Linked DNA regions of Oryza sativa: region 1 is linked to region 2. Evidence: chromatin contacts called from public ChIA-PET data. All regions are on one chromosome and are shown on one strand. The core of a region is the stretch at or near the end of the contact, and the rest is flanking DNA. Distances in the headings are between cores, read along the strand shown. Region 1 holds the start of LOC4327678 (vesicle transport v-SNARE 13). Region 2 holds the start of LOC4327676 (jacalin-related lectin 19).

Evidence for each region. ChIA-PET counts read pairs in DNA pulled down with a chosen protein or histone mark.
Region 1: a contact with region 2 is called in an H3K9ac ChIA-PET map of seedling, with 8 times the contacts expected there. The contact joins the promoter of LOC4327678 here to the promoter of LOC4327676 in region 2. A contact is called at or near these places in 1 of 15 Hi-C or Micro-C datasets (an unstated tissue) and 3 of 4 datasets of contacts at active chromatin or transcription factors (leaf and seedling).

The regions. Positions count from the first base shown.
Region 1 is chr1:29,950,661-29,955,716 of ASM3414082v1, forward strand. LOC4327678 (vesicle transport v-SNARE 13) reads left to right here and starts at 2,098. Exons shown (of 5, transcript XM_015766359.3): 1 at 2,098-2,439; 2 at 2,550-2,608; 3 at 2,844-3,032; 4 at 4,223-4,393; 5 at 5,053-5,056. The coding sequence starts at 2,346.
Region 2 is chr1:29,910,578-29,915,172 of ASM3414082v1, forward strand. It overlaps LOC4327676 (jacalin-related lectin 19), which reads right to left and starts at 2,245. Exons shown (of 4, transcript NM_001409232.1): 1 at 1,824-2,245; 2 at 1,680-1,708; 3 at 1,338-1,580; 4 at 790-1,240. The coding sequence starts at 1,688. The coding sequence ends at 845. LOC4327675 (anoctamin-like protein Os01g0706700) reads right to left here and starts at 194. Exons shown (of 16, transcript NM_001409234.1): 1 at 1-194. The coding sequence starts at 53.

The DNA of each region.
Region 1 (5,056 bases), core at 848-3,347, 40 kb after region 2:
GCGCGCCACACTAGCGTTTTCGCTTTTCGTAAACCTGCTGCGCGAAATTGGGTTAGGCATTTGAAATAGAATAAAAAGTATACTTTGACTCCCTTAACTATTATTTGAGCATGATTCACGTCCTTGTCGACGTTTGATATCGTGACTACGGAATTTGCATAGTATGGAGATTGTTAGTACCAGGGTATATGCGAGATTGAGGTAAAAGAGATGGAGATAGGGATTTTATACAGGTTCGGGCCCCTTATCTGACAGGTAATAGCCCTACTCCTGTTGACCGAAGCCGGTGTTGCTCTTATTCATCATAATCACATCAGTACAATAATTAGGATAACTTATGTAGCCGTCGTTGACTTAGCGGCATGGATAACCAACACGTAGTCGATGACAGGGTAGTCATCCCTCAAGTCCGCACTCAGCGAGATCGGAGATAGCACTAGATCCCTCTTGTTGGCCTCTGCAGATACCATATTGGGTTTGTCTAGGCTTATCTCTGATATCGATATCCGGCGGCTTGTTTTGGCACATGTTAGCTTGTGAATCGTGTGTCGATATGTTGTTGTTGTTGCTTGTCCCATCTCCTCCTAGGGGGCTTGTATTTATACCCATAGGTGTCCCCTTGTCCAAGTAGAACTAGGGAGACCAATATGGATACAATCCGAGTAGTCCTGATAGTTTCCATATATAACTCTATTTGTCATTCCTTATCCGGAACTCCTTATGTATACGAGGTATGATTCCGTATAAGACATGGTATGTGGTGGGCCCTACCGAGCTTAGTCAACTACTATTAATTATGTGGTATCCATAACCATGACAGTCCTCCAACCACAAAACCGGAAATATTGACTCCTCCAACTATTAAACCGATGCAAACTATGTCCCTTGGTGATTTTGGCTAACGTGGCGCCTACGTGGCGGTCCCGACCGGGTTTTTGTCCTACGTGGCGCTTACGTTACGTAGCATTATTGTAATAAAACAAAAATAAAAAAATTGTGGGACCATATATCGTCCACACAAAAATGTATTGTGGGACCCACATGTCATCCTCCCTCTCCTTTCTTTCTTCCTAATCCTTCCTTCCTCTCTCCGCCCCACGCGGCCACACCAGCGCGCCCACAAGCTCGGCGGCACCGCCTCCCCGTCCCCCTCCCCCAATCCCCATCCCGCTCCCGCTCCCGCTCCCGCCCCCACCCCCGGCGACAGCCTCGGCCGCCGCCGCCGCCGCCACCACCTCCTCGTCCCCGTCATATCCTCCCCATGTCGCTTCCTGCCTCCCTCCGCCACCGACGCCTCCTCCTCCACGCAAAGGGCAGAGGTGGTTGCCGGCAGCGCCCCACTCCTATGTGCGTCGGCGCCGCCACCGCTCCTCCACAACACACGCGCGTCGGTGTAGCCGCCCAACCACCACCACTTGTCTTCCTCATGAATCGAACATCACATCGCTATCCCCATCCTATGCTCGCCCCATGTCGTCGCGTCCGCCTACGCTTCTGCCCCTGTGTTTCGTCTCCAAATCCCCACTCGCCGCCCCCGTCCCCGTGGACGCCCAAAGGGAAGAGAAGGGGGAGAGAGAGAGAAAAGGGAGAGGTAGGAAGGAGGAGGAAGAAGGAAGGAAAGGAGAGGGAGGGTGAAATGTGGGTCCCACATATTTTTTTTATTTTTATTTTATTATAATGCCAAGTAGGACAAAAACCCGGCCAAGACCGCCACATAGACGTCACATCAGCTAAAACCACCAAGAGACATAGTTTACACCGGTTTTGATTGTTAGAGGAGTTGATATATCCAGTTTTGTAGTTGGAGGATATGAATCATATTCAGGCGATAGTTGAGGGAATCGAAGTATACGTTTTCCTTTGAAATACTTCAGACCTTTGTTGGGCCTTCACTTCCCATGTTTGGACTCTCCCACAATTTGGGCCATATCAGATGGGCCCTGTATTAAGCCCAACAAGACCGTAGCCCACCACGCGCCGTGACGAGGGCCCCGGTTTGCTTAGCGACACGGCAACTACTACTAAATCGTGCGGGCCCACCTCGCAGTGTCCCAACTCACACGCACAATGCGACCGCGAAGCCGCCTCCGCTAATCCACCTATTTTTATTCTTCTCTCCCACCCCAAAATCCCCAAATCCCGACCCGATCAAAATCGAAGCTTCCGCCGAGTTCCCCGTCGCCGACTCGCCTGGATCGGCCCGCCGTCGAGCTCGCCCCCGACCATCCGCTCGATTGGAGGCCGGGGAGCTGCGTCTGGTGGTGAATCGCATCCGCCGCGGAGCGGTTCGATTTCGGCGGCGGATTTCGCGGGGGTAGAGGAGATCGAAGGGGGGCAGAGCAGCCATGAGCGAGGTGTTCGAGGGCTACGAGCGGCAGTACTGCGAGGTGTCCGCCTCCCTCTTCCGCAAGTGCACCACCGCCTCCGCCCTCGATGGAGGTAACCGACCGATCCCCTCTAGTCTAATCCCGATATGCCATCGAGATCTTACGCGGAGGAGTTTCCCCCTTTTCTTGGAGTACGACTAATCGGGTGTCCGATTTCTGCAGAGAAAAAGAAGCAGAAGCTGTCCGAGATTCAGTCCGGCGTGGAGGAGGCTGAGTCGCTGGTAAATATCGAACCCATTTCTTTGGGATCCCTAACCTGCATCATTATGAGGAGTACCATTCTAGTATTGACTTACATTCTGCGGTAGGTTAGCAGTTAAAAAAGGCTGGTGATTTTGATATGCGGATGCATACTTTTTAGTAGATACCTGCTATTTATAACGGTGTAAATGTATGTTTCATCTGGGGTACAGGTGCAGTATTTAACGTTTTATTTGTATGGGTTTGTGCATACAGATTCGGAAGATGGACCTGGAGGCGAGGAGCCTACAACCGAGCGTGAAGGCCGGTTTGCTTGCGAAGCTGAGGGAGTACAAATCTGACCTCAACAATCTCAAGAGTGAGCTTAAGAGGATCTCGGCGCCCAATGCAAGGCAGGCTACACGGGAGGAGCTCCTTGAGTCAGGCTTGGCTGACACTCTCGCGGTGAGCTCCATGATTTGTATTACTAGCTCAATTTGACCATATTGCAGATTTTAATAATTGGCAGCATCTAGTTTTGTTTGTCCATTGTGTTGCTGTAGTTTGTAGTTTTAATCTATATCACAATAGGTGTTTTACGTATATCACGGGCACAAACGACTGACAGGTAGCATTCATGAGCTCATAATCACTGATACTAGCTGTACTTATATTTTTTTAATTGTGATACTTGTTATTGGATGGTTAATTGAGGCTGAATTAATGGTGGTTGTTTTCTTTTTTTTTCCCCAAATCTGTACCATTTATGTATGTATCACTGACAATTTAATGGTTCTTAAGTTCTGTATTGGTATGTGATTAATAGTGTTATGCTGAACTTCAGTTAGAATAAGGTATTTAAATATTTTAATATTTGTGCAATCTGGATTTTAGTTTTTTCATTGTATTTAAAACCTTTAAACAATGAGAGCTTCATTTTGTAACATGTTCTTGCCACTCAAGGTTTTTCCTATATGTGTTTTTTGTGTCTGTTACATGGCAACGTTGTAATTCAGTAGGAGTGTATATCATCAGTTTATTTCCAGTTGTGGTTTATTTTCAGATCTGGACCCTTACTGTCACCATTATCAACTGTACTACAGATTTCACACAATCTCAATGAGTTCTCTGTAACTATTTTGTTTTGAAATTTCCTACATAATTTTCTCATTCATTTGTTAATGTGGACACAATTGACAGATGTGTATTATACAAGATATTTCCATTCTGATCTTCATGGTACAATTCTGTAGTCGCATGAGTAGTGAGAACTGTTTCTTGTCAAATTTGTGTGGTCCAATTTGGTCCTTGATGAATATCCGTTGTTCTGATTAAAAAAAAATGCTGATCTGTCAGGAGAATAGGAAATCGGAGTTAACACCCTCAGAAACTGTCCTTTCTACTTTCAGTAATCTGCTTAATGTTTTTGCGAAATGAATACATTATCCAGCCAATGTATTCCTGGATGTTGAAAAGCTTTTGGGAATGCTACCTTTGCATTCTTTGTCCGTCATATTTTTCTGCTGATATAATATCTTATATCATAATGCCTCAGCATTACATTGATTCTGATTTCTTAAACATTCTCTCAAAGTTAATGCCGTTTTTTCTTTTGTTGTTTTTCATGTTGTAACTGGGATTATTATGTAAATCAGGCGTCTACTGATCAGAGGGGAAGATTGATGATGACAACAGAAAGACTGAATCAGTCCAATGATAAGATTAAAGAGAGCCGAAGAACCATATTGGAGACAGAAGAACTTGGTGTGTCAATTCTTCAGGATCTTCATCAACAACGGCAGTCACTGCTGCACGCTCATACTACTGTACGTATTCTGTCATAACCTTTTTACACATTTATTGGATTTGCCTTCCTATTAATGTCATATTCATTCGTCTTCTGGGCATGTCTTATGTTTATTATTTGAACCATCCTGTGTTGTCTGGTTTTACAGGTAAATATGGCATAGGAATACTATTACTTAGGTTCTAGATTTGTTGCTTTGCTCTATCTTGGAGAATTGGCTTTTTAGCAAGTTAAGGTTGCCTTTTGCTTGGCTTTTAAAGTTGACCCAATTAATTCCTTGTTTGGTTTGGAGGTGATTCTACAATAGGTGTGGAATAAATCCTCTCCAATCCCTCCTCCCTCTTGGGGATTAACCGAACAAGGCCTAAAGGAACCTACCAACCACCACATCAAAAACCACTTACAAGTTAAAACAAAATATAAGTACTTCATTGTTTATACTCTTGAATGCAAAGAGCAAACAGTAGACGATGCATATGCATGCAAAGCCATGGTCGACGATTCATTGTTGAAGTGAATACTGGAAAATTCCTGTATAAAAAATGTGCTATCCAAAATATTTGCAGCAAGATTCACATCATTAACAGTAATAGATTTAGCTGCAAGCTAATGGCAACAGTAATCATGCAATGCAGTCTACTTATTTCATATATGTTAATGGCGTCATTTTTCTCACAGTTGC
Region 2 (4,595 bases), core at 995-3,494:
GTCGCCTCATCCACGGCCGCGCCCTGCCCCTCGCCCGCTCCCCCTTCCCTCATCCTCCACAACGACGACGGATCAGACGCGGGGAATGGCGGTGGATGCAAGGGAGCGGATCCGCATAGGGGGAAAGGGAAATGCGGCGAGCGATGGAAGGAAAATTTTTTTGCGGTCTTTGGGAAATGAGAATGGAGTGAGACGAGGCCAAAGGACGCGAGGGTAGGAAGAGCAGTTTCTATTGTAAGTATAGTAATTAATTAGACTTACTATTTTGATTAGCACTTAATTAACCTATTGTTAGCTGTTGCCACCGATGCCTGTGGGCGTAGTTAAACTGGCGATTTGGGAGGAAAACGAGGATTAAATCGGGAGGTAATAGCGATTTTGAAAGCTGTGGTGGCTGAGCGGCCAGCAGGTGCGCCTAGCCGCCTAGGAGTCCTGGGCTTTCCACCCGTAGAGTATTTTGACAGGTGGGCCCACGAGCCAACGGTCCACGTGACGCGAGAGCACCGAACGAGGCGTGGGTAGCTGCCACGAGGGACAACAGGTTCACGTTTCGACAAAAGAGCGCGAGCTACGAATTACCCCTGCGGCTGACACTGGGCCACGGGTGATGGCTTTCGCCGTCGTGCCGATTTGGGTCACGACGTATGTCTGGTTGATCGCTGGTTCGGATAATGTGTTCGACGTGAAATGTTTCTTCCAACGCTAATCTTCTCGTGATGACAAGATTAAGGTTTTTGTTAGTGTGTAATTTGCTGCTTGCTGGTGACTACCGCGCAGTAGTTCGATTTATTAGTTACGAATCAATCACTGTTTATTCCGCAGAAAAAGGAATCGTTTTGTCTGCTTATTTGTAGCACCACTCGAACGGCTTCCTCTTCTGCTGCAGCTGATGCGCTCCCGAGCTGCTGCCGCCGTTCCCGTAGACGAAAGACCGGTACGCCATGGCGCCGCGCTCCTGGACCACGTCGCAGAGCGTCTCCGGGCGCAGCGCCGCGACGTGCAGGCCGACGGCGTCGAGGTGCCACCACCCGCTCCTCCCGCTGAACCCGACCACCACGCCGCCCTCCATCGGGTACTCGAACGGCACCCCGTCCCCCGACGCGTCCCCGAACGGCCCGTGCACCGCCCCCGTGCTCGTCCGGAACGTCAGCGACCGAACCACCGTCGATCCGCCGTGCGCCACCGGGCCGCACCGGCCGCCGACGCCGGTCAGGAACTCGTACGGGTAGTCCAGCTTCACCTGCATCGATCAGAGAGAGAGGGAGAGATTCAGAGAGATGCACATTTTTTTTGGTAGATGAGCTGACTTGCACCGGAGCACGCACGCACGCACGCACCTCGGCAGTGCGGCTTGTTCTGCCGTCGCCGCCGCCGCCGTGCTTCTCGCCGTGGACAGGGTGGCCGTTCCTGTCGTACTCCACCCTCATCGACTCGAGGAACCGCCCGTACGTCAGGGCGATGCTCCGGACGCCGCGGTGCGCGCCGTCGTCCCACGGGCTCCCGGCGGTGCCTCCCCACGGCCCGACCTTGATGGCCTTGCTCGAAGCAACCATCCTCCTCTGCTGGTAATGACCCGGTTGCTGAAAGAGCAAGAAAAAAAACTGTGTTCAGCTGCGTTCGTCGTCAGAAATGTTCAGCACGATCGAGAATTCGAGACCACGACAGTTGATGTGCCTTACCATGTCCATTAGACTGACTTGCTTGTCACCTGAAATTCGGAGAAGAACAGGAAGCACCTGGATAAGTGGTTGTATCCTAGTAGGAGTGTACTATTTTTCGTTAACAAGTAGGAGAGTGCACTTATATAGAACTGAAATACTCACTTTTGTAAGAGGTAAGTGGAGAGTACAAAGAATTAGATACCGGATAGCACAAGCTAGACCATGATGTTCTTTTAATTTTGTGCTTCACCTGGGGCAACAAGAAACCTTAGCACATAATAATGTACTTTAATCTGTGCTTCATCTGGGTCCTGGGACAGCAAGAAACTTAGCATTGTTTATTTGAAAGAACCTCAGCATTGTTGCTAATCACTTTTTTTTTTGAATTTTTGCTGCTAATCACTTTGAGTGTTCTCGGGTCTTAGATAAAGCAGGTATGGCTGGAGCGGGCGAATAAGATGCTGAGCGATTGTGATTGGGTTCTGGCATATTAGGTGGGGAAGAATCAAATGATTGGCGTATACTTCCTCCGTCCCAAAAAAAAAAGTCAAACCATGATTTTCCGTGTCTAACTTTAACTGCCCGTCTTATATGAAATTTTTTTATAATTCGTATTTTCATTGTTGTTAGAGGATAAAACATGATTAATATTTTATGCGTGACTTTTTTTTAAATTTTTTTCATAATTTTTTCAAATAAGATGGACGGTCAAACGTTGTACACGAGTTTTTTTTTGGGATGGAGGGAGTATGTACCTGGAATTTTCTCGTTCCCAAAAACTTTTTCTGGTCTGAACTTAGGACTGATCAGTTTGTCCGGTATCACTCCCCGTATCTGCTATGGATTAATTTATCTGAATTTGCAAGCATAAGTTCTTTTGTTCTGTGTTCAATAATATAAGCAGCGTCGTAGACTGACTGACGAGCTGATGAGGAATCAGAAACTCTTGTCGTATCTGTTGCTTTGTGCTTATTGCTACTGAACCAACATTCTGGGGAATATTAGCTAGTAGCTACGGTACAGATTTTCGCGGTTAACAAACACTTTCAGGACAGGGCCACAAGAACATAGAAACTCTTTTAAAACTCTTTGAAGTATTCGGGTGGATGTTCATATGTTTCTTCCATGTCAACTAAATAATTAAAAAAAAAATAAAAAAAGATACATTAATATGTAATATATCACTTAACATGCATGTTCAAAATTAACTTCTAAAGGTTCGAAAAAATAACAAATTTAGCTATAAATATACTACCTGTAACAAATAATATGTAATATACTAGTTGGAGTTTATTTTGTTATTTTTGTTACAACTCGTGCAAGGTGGATTTTAACTTGCTTGTTTGTAAAGTGATATATTAATCTATCTTATAAAAAATATTTTTTTCATAACAATTTAGTTTGCAGGGAAAAAGGTACATATGGTGAAATTTAGAATCCATCTCCCAGGTGGACGTCCACAAGAACAGTCCAATTGGAAACACAACAGAAGGCGAATGATAATGCTATGCACACCGCACAGCTCACCTGCTTATATAATTCAGATATCCAGTAGTGGTAGTTTACACTTTACAACCGAGCAACCCCCAAGGCTCCCAATGCGTCGCAATCTTCCTGTCATTAGGCATGAATCGGCTCATTTCCAATAGCAAATTTATCAGACTAGCTGACACTCTAGCAGCTATATGTTTTCCACTGTTTCTTCGCTGAGTAATCATGGACACCCAATCAGCTTCTTGTTCACGCTGTCAAAGTCTCAAATGCTATATTTTCAGGAATGCGGGACACTCCAACGCATATCCACTGTTAGCTGGGGCCTTGTGCCGTGCTCTAAAGATTCTTGGACACCTCTTATTATGGTGTATCCGGACAGCAGCTTAACTTTGCTCCTACGTCAATTATCAGTAGCTCAGGGTCAGGTGAACTATCTGTCTATTTGTGCTTACTAGCTTTGACTGAACGGATCAGGACATGGCAGCTGTTCTTTTCTTTTCTCTAGCCTGTTGCTTCAGCCTTAACGTCTTAGCTTGCACTCTGCAGAATGAGATGAAACCAACAACTCAACTCTTTGTGACTTGTGAGTTGTGAACTGTTCCGTTCACGTCGGGTTCACCTGCGATCTTCGGTTGAGCGCAGGTCAAGCTGTTCCTGAACACGCCTGCCTGATCTTGCGGTCTGACGAGCAATTCACGAGGGAAAGAAAACTTCGTTCGGACAGGCGGCTGGACGATGAGTGAAACGAAACAGGGGATCAATCAAACGAAACGGCGCCAAACCATGCAAGGCATGAGGGCGACGGCCGCCCCGCCCCACCGGAGCAGCCATCATTGGGGAGGGGGGGGGGGGGGGGAGCACCGAACGCTTTGCGCGCGCGCGGCGGCAACGATCGATCGCATGTGGTGTGCGGCCCCACTCTCGTCGCCTTCGAATGAGTTGGCTCAATCGAATGATCGAATCAAGGTTCATATACTGTTGCTCGAAATCCGTCTTTGAGAACCTAAATCTCTTCGTTTCAATTTCTTGATGCCATCGCCGTGTATTTGTCACTCGCAGCAGTGCAATGTTAAATTCGGGAATGAGTACTACGGAGTTTCATTCCGTTAGCCATCACCTGCAAAAAGCCAAGAACACGTAATTCTTGTAAACACTAAACCAAGAACACCGGTCGTTTTGCTCGTGAGCTGTCTCGGGGTAGGCAGGCCAGGCAGACAGACTGTGAAACCAAGACCTCTTCAGTTATAACAGCGCGCTCTCCTGCGCCTCATCACACACACACACACACACACACACACACACCCCACGCATTCAAGCAGCCCTGGTGTTGTACAGATCATCCGAGGCGACGTTTCTCGATTCGATCATGGCCACCAAGATGTTCCGCGCCGCCGTCGTCGTCGTCGCTGCCGCGGTGTCTTGCCTCGCCGGGGTTGCTCT